Regions from separate parts of the Hordeum vulgare genome. Here regions 2 and 3 are each linked to region 1. The links are chromatin contacts, called in public Hi-C and HiChIP or PLAC-seq maps. All regions are on one chromosome and are shown on one strand. Each heading gives the region's core, a stretch centred on a gene start, on an enhancer-like site or on the middle of the called end of the contact. The rest is flanking DNA. Distances are from core to core; before and after follow the strand shown. Region 1 holds the start of LOC123401481 (E3 ubiquitin-protein ligase PRT1). Region 2 holds the start of LOC123401823. Region 3 holds the start of LOC123401334 (succinate--CoA ligase [ADP-forming] subunit beta, mitochondrial).

Region 1 (4,151 bases), core at 634-3,133:
AAATCTCACCCCATCTCACTTTAAATCTCACCCCGCCATGTTCCCTTGCAGGAGCTCACCAAGCAACCATGACGCCACCCCCAAACTCTCGTTCCGATGCCCACCGAGCAACCATGGCGCCACCCTGAACTCTGGTTCCGACGCCCCAACCTTGTTGGCCTTCCGTGGCAGGAGGTTTGGCGGGGCGGGGCAGGAGTCGTTGGCCTTCCGCGAGCCTCTCTAACCCTTCTCCACCATACCCCCACCCAACACCCATTATTGTTGTCCATGGCCTTTTGCTGTTTATAAAGCGGATCGTTGTACATATATCATCACTGCCAGCCATTGTAAATAACCTACAGAAGAAGTTTGTTTCGAAGACCTAAGATTTTAGGCAATATATCCATCACTGCAACGCATCAAGACTTGTGAATAACCATCAACAAAGTACAGTATTGCAGTGATGTTCCTCTATATAGAGGGGGTGAATTAACAATTAAGTCGACAACATAGCAATCACTATAGAGGTCCCTGGTGTTCCCGGATTACAAGAATTCTTAGATCACAAATGGTTGCTAATGGCTCGATAAAATAACATGTAAGCAGCTAGTACGGTAAAACTATGTTTCACTTCACTGGTTAAACTTTACTTGACAATATCACGTTGCAATTATGAAATACAGAGTACTTCCTATAGCTTTGAAGCTGCACTTACTGATCTAATTTTGCTTTCATAAACTGATTTTTTTGGCAATTTAGCGCTTGTCTCAGAAGGAAGGAACAAAATTCTAAATCAAACATGTACTACTTCCTGTTGGAATATCTTAGTCAATTTAGTACTTAAACTATGCACTTTTTTTAAGTGGTCACTCAAAAATATATGATCCAAAAAAAGATAATATAGCCATTTTCAGATATAGTTCACTATTAATCACTGTTTCTACCACCGCGAAATAATAGCCTGAAAATTTGGCATGCACAACTATTTCTGATGATTAACTGCTACAGTAGTTTACATAAATGTGCGGAATCGCAGGCTGTGAAAGAGCTATAGTGAATAACTTCACCTTGGCGTAGTAAGCGGTGATCCGCCGCACCCTCTGGGATTCATGACAATGGGGAAGTAGCCATTCTTGAGAGTGTCAAGCACGGACATCTCGATGCCCCTGTCCATGCTCCCCTCGGGGGTGCCGGGCACGATGAGCACCGTGGAATCAAGGCCATGCTCCTTGTCCAGATACAGGTTAGCGGGCCAATCAAGCGTGATCACCCCACCATCGTCCAGGGGGATGCAGAGCCGCTGGTAGGACACCTCGTCCGTGCCCTGCCCGGCGGGCGCGGCGGGGATGCTGCCCCGGCTGAGGTTGACATAGTGGCGATCCTGTGTGAGCAGGCGCTCGTTGACGCCGTCCAGCAGCACGCCCCGTCCTCGAAGGACACGGACGGGCACCGCAGCAGCACGCAGTGGTTGAATGGCGTCGAAGCGCGGCGATGCAGAGGGGAGGCGGATCTGGGTGATGCAAAGGCGGGCAAGGCGAGGCGAGGCGATAGGGACCGCGGGTTGAATACATAAAATTGCAGGGGTGTTTTTGTAAAAAGCCACGACGGGTTTTCCGACAGAAAAGGTAGCCTCTTTATTATTAGGTAAAGAATTATGACTTTGTTTATTATTTTAGCAATTTTTTTCACACGCTGGTAAAAATGGGTCCGACCAATGTTAAACACATCCGCCGATCCAAATGCTGAAGCGGACATTGATGTCCGCTCGGCCGACCCAAACGAACAAAAAACGGACAAAGTCGTCGTCCGTTTGGATCGGTCGGTTAAAGTTGCTCTAAGTAGTTTTGTGGTGGAGTGGAGGCACGAGAAAATGTCACCCGAACGAACCGGACACGGACGTGAATGGCCTCTTTGGTCACTTCTTCCCCAAGGCCCAAACCGCGGGGTGCGGCTCTCGGCCCCTTCATCCCCGGCCCTTTTTCTCGCGCACTCGGAACTCGGCACTCGCAGAGTCATCGCATTCGCATCTCCATCAGGCTGCTCATCCCGGCCACCTGCCGAATCCCCATCCTCGTTCCGCTGCCGTCGAGGAGGATGGCCTCCGGCGAGAGCAGCTCCAGCCACCCCACGGAGAAGAAGGAGGAGGCCGCCGCCGGAGGAGCTGGCTTCGACGATCTGGAGGACCCGCGCTTCCAGTGCTGCGTATGCCTGTGAGTTTACACGCCACCTTTCTCCTCCTCTCCGTTGGTGTGGCCATGGCCAAATAATCTCCCGCGCGGGTCGTGGATACGCTTGCTGCGTACTACTGTAGATTATTATTTGGCCCTCGTTTTGATCCGATGCGAATTGGGCCGTACAGTACTCGTGCTCCTCGATATTCGGTGCCAGTAACTCGTCACTATCTCTAATCTAGTACTCACATTTGTGTGGCCACGGGACTATGTGAGACTTAACTGATTTAATTCGACACCTCGTGGGACATTGAAAAACATGAATAAATTGATTTATAACTCTTATTATGGTAGATGCCTGATGGTGATGGTGAAACAACATGATGTCATGCCACTTTACTTTTAAAGTTTTAATTACACGCCTGAAAAAACATTACCAGGTTACTTACCTTTTTTCCCCTCCTTGACGAGCATTGGATTGACTTAGATTCTGCGCAAATATACTAACGATCTCATATGTTTGTTCAATATGTGTTGCAGGGAGCTTCTCTATAAACCAGTTGTTATTGGTAAGGTTTTGCTGTTTATGATGATCCAAAACCATTGTAGTATATTTTTGAATCTCATTTGGCGTTCATTGGTGCAGCATGTGGTCATATGTCATGTTTCTGGTGCGTCCATAAAGCTATGCATTTCGCCAGGGAATCCCATTGTGCAATATGCAGGCAACCGTATACTCATTTTCCAAGTATCTGTCAACTCCTCCATCACTTGCTTTTAAAGCTTGAACCTGTGGAATACAAAAAAAGGGAAAAGGAAGTACTAGGTGAGTGCTCATTGCCCAAAGCATGGAACCCATTTGTCATACCTGAAATATGTTTCTTCCTTATTGTGTTTTTGGTACGAAGTATGGTCTATCGTGTAGATTTGATGTTCTTAGAGAACTAGTTATGATTTAAAAAATCATGCTGGGAATTGTTTCAATGTGAAGTTATTTTCTTCCAAATTTGTGTGGGAAATGACATCCAGAATGCAAGAATACCACCAGTTCTACCAAACTAGAATACACTCCACAAGTTGTTTGCAAATCCATCATACCCAAATTGACCGGTCAAGATAGGATGGGAACTTGGTGGAGGTATTAGGTGAATATGTTTGAGCTGTTGGCTTAGTTTTGGATTCTCCCTCACTATGCCTGCACTTGTGCCTAATCGGCAACGTGAGCGTTCATGCAAAAGAGGTTGCTGGTTTCGAGAGATGGAGATTTCTTGGATTTGAGCAAAATCACCGGGACATATTGAAGGAGAGGCGAGAAACATCACTGTAGGGTTTAAGTCTCATGGGTATTGATTGTGTAGAGGTATTAATGATCGTATGATATGCAGCATGAGCTATATAGTTCTTGGCAGGTATCAGAGCAGCCCTTGAAATATACATTTCCTGCCATTTAGTTGTCTATTGATTTTTAAGTTTGAACCTATTTCTAGTTCAAAAAGGCGCTAGACGTTGATTGTGCGTTTTGCCACCGCCTTGCGCTTTTCTGACCAAAGCGCATGCTTATGCGCACTTACGCACAGATTAAGCGCAGTTATGTGCTAGGTGTTTTGCTATCGCCTAGAGCCTAGGCTCACTTAAGCGCTCGCTTAGGCACGCCTTTTTTGACTATGATTTCTTCTACCATCAGGTTTCAATTGTAAATTAAATTACTTTCTGCCAAACGCTTGTTTCCCTTTTTTTGTTAATTAGTATTCCTTGTAATTTGCTTGTTATGAATTATGTAATATTAATATGTTCTAATTGGGTCACATTTCAGAGCAAGAGAGGAGCGTGGATACTTTTTCTCCACAAATCATCGAGTTCTTAAACTCCAAGAACAATAATGGTGGTAAGAATTCTTTTTATGTAATTGCAAATTGCAATGATATCTTCCCCAGTATAGTTCTGTATGCATAAACCTTTGCACTTTTTCAAGAAAATGGAAAAGATTGGGACAACAAATTT
Region 2 (4,301 bases), core at 1,508-4,007, 560 kb before region 1:
GTTTAGGGGCGAGGAGATTAAAAGTCATTGGTTAGAGATTGGGAGTTAGAGTGAAGACTTAATGTTTTTGTTAAATTTCATGGTTTGTATTCTGTTACTATCCCCTCCATTCCATATTGTCAGTCTTCTATTTCCGGCATGCATGGCATAAGATGGATAAGGGCCCATTTGGTTTGAAGGTGGGGATGGGAGTTTAGGTGCAGGGAGATTAAAAGTCATTGGTTAGAGATTGGGAGTTAGAGTGAAGAGGGAAATGATGTGGTTGGTTAGCAAACTCAAAATCCATATCTCTACTATTAAAGAAAAATATGTCATAGTTGTGATGGTTCGACCATCCTCTCACCCCCTTAATCGCTTGCAGAAAAAAAGAATTATAAAAAAAGGAAAACACAATAGGAGTCTCACCCCTGAACGCATCTCCCACGCTCTAACCTCATTGATCCCCTCACCCATATTCGAGTCTACCTCGTGCGAAAACCGCCACCCCACACCCCACTCTCCTCGCGTTGCCCCGCGCTACACGAGCGCCATCGTCCCGTCGACAGCCCTCCCCATAACCCAACCTCCCTTCCATTCCCAACCACCTCACCATGCCTCCCGTCGTGGCGACACAAGGCGTTGCGCCTCCTTCCTTCATGCGACACAAACTGATGGATCTCTCTGGCTCCGTCCTCCTCCGTAGCGAGGCGTCGGACCACTCGCCTTCCTCCTCGAGACACAACCAGATAGATTCCCACCTTAGCCTTCCATTATAATTGTTTTTTTATGTGCGTGCAGCTGGTCGAGAGAAGAAAGATGTTGCATTCTTGGGTCTGAAGTTTCCTTTTTTACGGGTTACTCTGCAATGATGTGCACTATTCTCGAGTACATTGTGGTATTTTGATAAAGGATCGGAAGCCAGCGTGCTGCATTTTGCAGGTGATTTTTTTCCAGGGTAGCATGCCATGCTTCTTGCCATACTTGTGGCATTGAGAGGTCGGTACTTGTGATGTGCATTTAAATGATGTCAAGAAGACTTGATTTGATGCATCTAACTCAATATATCAGAAAATGAATCTTGAATAATCGCATCATATGCAGATTCCTCGTGCTCTCATTCCATGTTATATATGCTTTTCTCCTGAAGTTTTCATCAACTTCGCTCTGTCCATTGGTATCAAGTTAGGGAGAAAGATGACATTCTGTCTTCTTCCAATGAACAAGGCTGATGAACAGAATGGATGTACATGGTTTTTTCTTGGGGGACGCAAGTAGAAAGTTGTTTCTATGTCTTCTTCCATGAAGAGGGTTTTTTCTTCTTCCACGAAGAGGGTGCTTAAGGATACACAACACGTGGATACACATATTGTTGACGCGCGGCCTCTAAGAATTTAGCTTTTTCTTCCATAATTTTTGAAGTTCAAAAATATATTCACATTGGTTGTTGAAGAGGGAAAAAACGAAAGAAATAGTCAGTGTTACTACATGAATTGAAACCACATGCCATCATATTTCACATAAAATTCCAAATCAGCACCATCATTTGACCAATGTGTTTGAATATCTTTTGTTAACCCGTTGCAACGCACGGGCATTCAACTAGTCATATTAAATGTTGTGCTACGATGTATCATGCATGGTAATAAATGATATATCCTAATGATATTAATATATGATATTATGCATTACGTGTGTAGTATCATACACCAGTATCATATGTATGATAGTAGTATATGATACTGTCCATTACAACCAGCCTTAATACGGTTGTTAGTGAAGCTTTACTTGCTTAATTGATGTGTATAATACAAGAATGAAATGAGGAAATAGATGAATCATTTTATGACGTTGTACACACAAGTTCAGGCCTCTTTTAATACACGCGAGTATCTTATCAGATAGGCCTTGTTTGATACTAGTGTATTTTAGAGAATTAGTGGGATTATTCCGATCAAACCCCTAAATCCCCACATATCTCATAACATCATTTGGTTCTAGTGTATTTGATATGTTTCATCTCCACATTTCTTCATAAACCCTAAATTTTAGTGTATTTTTCTCAACACCCAATACACTATCACTACCTAATGAATTGAAGATAAATAGAGATTTGAAGTAATTGGGTGAAGGTTGAGATTTCATCCAATTCTATAAGGATTATCCCCACCAAACTTCTCAAAAACCCTAATAGGCCATAGGGACGACAAACGCTCATGCTCCCGGCGAGCATGTTTGGTGTGTACACCTCGTTGTAGGCCGCACAATTCCAAGCTCCCCCCGCAGCACACCTACTGCCTCCCTATGTTCTCTCTCATTATGTTCCCTACGTTTGCAAGAAGAATGGATAAGAAAGGCGTGTCATGGCGGGTCAATGTTACTTATTGAATCACAAAGTGGTGAAAAGCGATTCCCACATTAACCCATCACGGCGATTCGTGCAAGTCATCCGACGGTCGTGGTTGTGTCGTGCCTGGGAGGCAATGAGAGAACGTTCTTTAATGCAATTGAATGGGCTAATTACTGCCGATAAGCGCAATTGGACGATAATGTTAACCCAAATTGCATGCCCACGCAATGCTAACCATATAAAATGACAACCATACCCTCAGTCTGTTCAGAACCATTAATTTCCCCTGTTATAAAAAAATCCATTAATTTCCCCCAGCCAGTGGGCGAAATCTTACATGATGGCATTTTTGTTATTTACAGCGTACCCGATGGCAACTACCAAACAGCTCAATATAAATAGACCACCGCACCCGGCCACCCCATCTTCCCCTCCGCCCAGCCCCATTCTGCAGAGAGCCCCCTCTCCCTCCTCCCCCTCTTTTTCCACCAAAATCTCCGTTTCGTTCGGTGTCTTCTCCCTCTCTCTCTCTTCGCCCCGGCATTTTTGCTCCCCCCACCCCACACCCCGATCGTACGGATTTGCTCTCCAGTGGGTCCCGCAGCACCCGCACAACTCCTCTTCCTCTGTACTCTAGCCTTTTAAACCAGTTTCCTTTTTCCTCCTCATATTTTCCTCGTCCCCCTGCCGCTATCGGCGATCCCGTCCGGCCGCTACAGTCGTGGCGGAGGGGCGCGTCGGGATGTCGATCTGCGCGAGGATGGACGCGCCACGCGGCGGCGCGCTGGGGAAACGGAAGGAGCGGGAGTACTCGTCTTCGTCGGAGCAGCGGCAGCCGCTGTTCCCGCCGCCGCCCGGCAAACCGGAGCTGCTGCGCAACAAGCCGCACCAACTGTCGCGGTTCGCCAACAAGCCTCCCATGCCGACGCCGCCTCCCCAGGAAGGGAGCAGCAAGCTGCTCGCCGGGTACCTGGCGCACGAGTTCCTCAAGTTCGGCACGCTCCTCGGGGAGCGCCCCCCCGCGCCGGGCCGGAAGGAGACCGCCACGCCGCGCCCCGCACCCGGACCCGACCCCGCGAGGAGGTACGCCGAGGCGTCGATGCTGCTCATGGCGGGCGGGACCCGCATCCCCGGGGTTGTCAACCCGACGCAGCTCGGCCGCTGGCTCCGGATTAAGGAGTGATGGAGGCACGCGCCCGGCGGCGGTTCGCGTCCAGGTGCGTACCGCGTGCACGGCTCCCGAGGCGCCCGACCCGGCGGCGGTGAACCCATGCTTTTGGACATAGCAAGTGGTGGTGGTTACTTTGCCCAGATCCTTTTCCTTTTTCTATTTTCAGGTTCTAGTTGTTTCGTTTTAAAAATTTCATGTAGATTTGGTGAGAAACTAGCGGTACTAGAATTTCATGGGGTAGTAGTAGTACTACTACTATGTGTGTTCGTCTCTACTAATCGTGAGTACTTGTTAACATGTGTGTTCGTCTCTGCTATGTGAGCTCTGTATCGGAAGGTGTTCGATATGATCTCCGGCTACCGAGTATTGCCGAACAAAAGCGCATAGAGATGCTTGATAATTGACTGCATGAAATCCCTCGCCTGCATATGTTCTACTCCTACTGTCCTAGTATAATTTTAGCTATTCCTCCGAGATTAAATTGAGCAACGGCGGAGAGTGTCGGCTTTTGTTGGCATCGCGTGTGGAAGCAACTTCCTCCAGGGAGCATTACGTTCGACGATTGTTCTAGTGATGTGGTTAATTTCAAATTACCAGGCGATTTGATCCATGTCCAACTCTGATTTTGCACGGACGCCTCCCACATTGTACTGTGTCTTAAACCCAAGTGTCTCGGTTGTCCCTTTATCTGGTGAAGAATCTGTTCCATTTGCTAAGGCGATGTACCGCCATGTTTGTCTGAAATTTTGCCATTTTGTTCACCATGAGGTGATTGCCTGTTCTTATCAGAAAAAGAAAAAGAGG
Region 3 (4,223 bases), core at 592-3,091, 970 kb before region 1:
AACCAAAACATTAAATAGTAAACACTTATAGCCGGGAACAAAGACGTGGATACAACATATTGCCTCCGTACCAACATATAACACATTTTGGTAAGCCAAACGTCTTATATTTTGGTACGGAGGTAGTAGATTCCAAGAAAAGATCACCTAAAATAAATCAGTTTAGTTAAGTCTGAATGTAATTGTCATGTCACGCTTCATAGAAGCACATGAGCTAAAGTTGCAGTTTTCAGTGTGACAACTGATAAATGTGATGCCAACAATTTAGACAAAACCAATGAAACAAACGGATCTCAGTTATATTATATGCTTGGCTTTCATGTGTATGGACAGTTGTATACCATAAAATTGGCAAGGAGGCGCACATTTCTAGTATAATGCAGCCAAGAATGACAAGGATTATGCATAAATGTGGATTTGGTAAGTCAAATTCTCTACGATACATCTCAACAAATACTTGGACACACAATATCTTCAAACTGTGTTACTACAGTATGAATGTGCACATACCATAATGTAAACTACCGCTCACAAAGATTTACCTGCAAGGCCTTCAGCCTCCTCAGCCTTAACAATATGAACGCCACCCTTCAGTCCACTTTTGAAAGTTCCCAATCCACGGCCACCGGCGAGGATTTGGCTTTTCACAACTATCTGCAATGGTGCCATCTTTTAAACACAATTGAACTATGAGAATAACATGGTGCAAGCTATGATACATACAGCACCAGAAATACATGAGCGATGAAAATCTACATACTTCGTATTGGGAATGAACAGCCCAGCTCAATACTGAGAAGAAACTGGGACGTCATCTCAGTTAATTAAAACAGCTTTTGGAGAAAAATAGACTTATTTCTTAGAGGTTATAATGTTAGCAAAAAAGCCTATGCCAACACAGCATTAGAATTCCAAGAGCAACTATGGCGTGACATGACTCACTTCAATTGCAGGGCGGTGGAGTAATTTACACATGTAAGTAATGTTACTTTTAACACACTTGATAATATAGAATACAGGCATACGAATTGCCAGAATGAGGCTATCAGAATACGCACACGTTATAGATTATAGCAACCAATAACCTCCTTTCCAAACTGTATCGCACGTCACAGCAACATTACCAACCAAACATACATTTCTAACAAACTAACAGCAGTAATTCGCAGTAAACTAGATTCACTAACACATTTCAATACCATCTGCACAGCACGAGCCTCGCATTTGCACGAGTGAAAGACAACAACGACTTTCTATACTATCTGCGCAGCACGAGCCTCGCATTTGCACGAGTGAAAGATAACAACGACACGAAAAACAAAACATTAGAAACCTAGGTAGAATCACCTCCTTCTCACTGGGGAAGACGTTCTTCAAAACTTCCTTGACCTCCTGCACTGACCCCACCACCGCGCCCCTGGGCACGTTGATCCCGAACTTCCCCATCAACTCCGCGCCCTGCGACACCCAAATAAGCCAGGCCGGCAGAAACCCTAACAGGTCAGACGGGCCTCCAAATCGAGAATAAACAAACCCACACAGATACGAATCGAGCAAAATGGGATGGGGGTGGGGGAAGAACGGCGGGATCTGGTCGCGGGCACCTGGTACTCGTGGATGTTGAGGCGGCGGAGCTGCTGGTGCTGCCATTTGCCGGCGACGGAGAGGGCGCGCGTCGCCAACTTCCCGAGCGATCCGTGAACCATGGCTGCGGCGGCTTGGGCTCCTCCGATCCGGAAACCCTACGGGCGTGGAGGAAGGCAAGGGATGCTGTTTTCGCTCTTCCTCTTTGCGGGTCTGATGTTATTCTGCTCTCCCTTCCCCTCCTTTTTCTTTCTTGCGAAAGGGTGCGGCTGCGCCGAGCAAATGGACTAGTTCACGTCCAAGGGACCGCTGATTTAGGATCCCGTCGTTTGACTGACATGTGGGTCGACATAACGTGGGGCACACCTGCCATTCACTGATGACAAATTTAACGTGTGTTTTTTAATGAAAAATGGGAGCAACTAGTTAGCAAGCGCTCCCTCACGAGCCTTACAGCGATCGCTCCCGCGCGACGCCACTTGGCGCATTCGAAGCGTTCCTTTCGTATTTTGTTTTTTTTATTTTTTCGCACGCGTTTTCGTTTTTTTAGTGGTTTTTCCGATATTTTTTGGTGTTATGGTTTTTCACCGGTCTTTCGTAACTTTTGGATAAAAAAATCAAAAAATATTCAGAAAAAACGTGGTTTTTATGAGAAAAAACTTGTTTTTTTGCGAAAGGCACGGTTTTGCTTCAGCAAGAGGCACCGTTTTGCCTTCGTGAGAGGCACGGTCGTGCCTCTTGGAAAGGAAAAAAACGTGTTTTCATTTTTTGTGAGAGGCACGGTTTTGCCTTCGCGGGAGGCACGCCCGTGCCTCTCCCGAAATGGAAAAAAAACGTGTTTTTATGTTTTTTTTCGAGAGGCACGGTTTTGCTTTCGCGAAAGGCACGATTTTGCCTTCGCGAGAGGCACGCCTGTGCCTCTCCCAAAATAGAAAAAACGTGTTTTATGTTTTTTTTTAAGAGGCACGGTTTTGCTTCCGCGAAAGGCACGGTTTTGCCTTTGCGAGAGGCTCCCGAAAAGGGGAAAACGCGTTTTCTGCTCTCTTTTTTTCTCACAAGAGGCACGGTTTTGCTTTCGCGAGAGGCATGGTTTTGCCTTCTCGAGAGGCACGACCCGTGCCTCTCGAAAAGGGGAAAAAACACGTTTTCTGGGTTTTTTCTATCGCGTGAGGCACGGTTTTTTCATCCGTCTTTTTTCTTCCGGTTTTTTTCGTGAAAAAATGTTTGTCAAAATCTATCAACATGGGACCTGGATTTGAAGATCTCGACGCGAGAAAGCCAACGGTGAAAACGGTTCGATATTTGAACGCGTGGTTTAGGAGATAAAACGTTTTGAAAATATGGATCTACGAATAAAGGGAAAACTACAGGTTGCGACAAGTGGCACGCATGTAGTGCGCCACTTGTCACAACCTCTGAAGGTGGAAGTAATCGTTGGAAGGTGTATTCTCTAACTAGTGATTTCGATGAAAAATATGCTAAAAAGTGTGTTGCTCGGGTTTGATGGTGTGAATGGGCTAGCTCCAACTGGACCAGCCCATGAAAGCTTGAGCGCTCCGCCTCCTTGTGGTCGATTTTTGTGTTTTGACCTTTTTCAAAAAGTTAAATAGAATATGACCTCGCTTTAATATATTTTTTGTGTGGGGGGGAGGGTGGATTTAACTTTGTACCATCAAGGTCCATGACGGAAACACTTAACTAGACCATCATGTCCGTTTGGCATGAAAAATACCCTACCATTAAAGACTAGCGGTAGCCCATTAGATGCTACCGCCTAAGACGTTAGCGGTAGCCCATTAGATGCTACCGCCTAAGACGTTAGCGGTAGCCCATTAGATGCTACCGCCTAAGACATTGGCGGTACCCCATTAGATGCTACCGTCTAAGGGCAACTCCAACGGGATGACCCAAACGGACGGCGATTTTGTTCGTTTTTTGTCCGTTTGGGTCGATCAAGCATACACAAACGTTTGTTGGGGGAACGTAGTAATTTCAAAAAAATCCTACGCCAAACAAGGATCTATCTATGGAGAAACTAGCAACGAGTGATGGGGTAGAGCATCTTCATACCTTTGAAGATCGCTAAGCGGAAGCGTTACTAGAACGCGGTCGATGGAGTCGTACTTGCAGCGACTTAGATTGCGATCGGTTCCGATCTGTGTGCCAAATCACGGCACCTCCGCGTTCAACACACGTACAACCCGGTGACGTCTCCTGCGCCTTGATCCAGCAAGGAGGAGGGAGAGGTTGAGGGAGAGCTCTAGCGGCACGACGGCGTGGTGGCGGTGGAGCTACGAGGTATTCCGACAGGGCTTCGCCAAGCACCGCGGAAGAGGAGGAAGAGGAGGAGCAGGGTTGCGCCGAGAGAGAGAGAGATTTCTATGTCTCAAAGAGCCCCAAAACCACCGATATATATAGGAGGAGAGGGAGGAGGGTGCCCACCCTTAGGGTTCCCACCCCCAAGGGTGCGGCAACCCTGATGGGGCAGGGAGGGCGGCAACCAAGGCTCGAGAGAGGGGGGGCGCCCTAGGTGGGCCTTGGGCCTCCTCTGCGCCTAGGGTTTGCCCCCTCCCACTCTCCTTGTGCCTTGGGCTAAGAGGGAGGACGCACCAGCCCACTCTGGGCTGGTTCCCTTTCTC

Evidence for each region. A called contact is a pair of places that touch in the nucleus more often than the background predicts. HiChIP or PLAC-seq counts read pairs in DNA pulled down with a chosen protein or histone mark.
Region 2: an H3K4me3 HiChIP or PLAC-seq map of embryo shows a contact between it and region 1, with 7 times the contacts expected there. The contact joins the promoter of LOC123401823 here to the promoter of LOC123401481 in region 1. A contact is called at or near these places in 1 of 6 Hi-C or Micro-C datasets (seedling) and 1 of 1 datasets of contacts at active chromatin or transcription factors (embryo).
Region 3: a contact with region 1 is called in a Hi-C map of seedling, with 5 times the contacts expected there. The contact joins the promoter of LOC123401334 here to the promoter of LOC123401481 in region 1. A contact is called at or near these places in 1 of 6 Hi-C or Micro-C datasets (seedling) and 1 of 1 datasets of contacts at active chromatin or transcription factors (embryo).

The regions. Positions count from the first base shown.
Region 1 is chr6H:372,459,127-372,463,277 of MorexV3_pseudomolecules_assembly, reverse strand. It overlaps LOC123401481 (E3 ubiquitin-protein ligase PRT1), which reads left to right and starts at 1,883. Exons shown (of 8, transcript XM_045095304.1): 1 at 1,883-2,189; 2 at 2,691-2,719; 3 at 2,797-2,976; 4 at 3,964-4,035; 5 at 4,123-4,151. The coding sequence starts at 2,074.
Region 2 is chr6H:373,022,351-373,026,651 of MorexV3_pseudomolecules_assembly, reverse strand. It overlaps LOC123401823, which reads left to right and starts at 2,757. Exons shown (of 1, transcript XM_045095677.1): 1 at 2,757-3,792. The coding sequence starts at 3,069. The coding sequence ends at 3,509.
Region 3 is chr6H:373,427,862-373,432,084 of MorexV3_pseudomolecules_assembly, reverse strand. LOC123401334 (succinate--CoA ligase [ADP-forming] subunit beta, mitochondrial) reads right to left here and starts at 1,841. Exons shown (of 12, transcript XM_045095119.1): 1 at 1,605-1,841; 2 at 1,348-1,458; 3 at 543-654. The coding sequence starts at 1,706.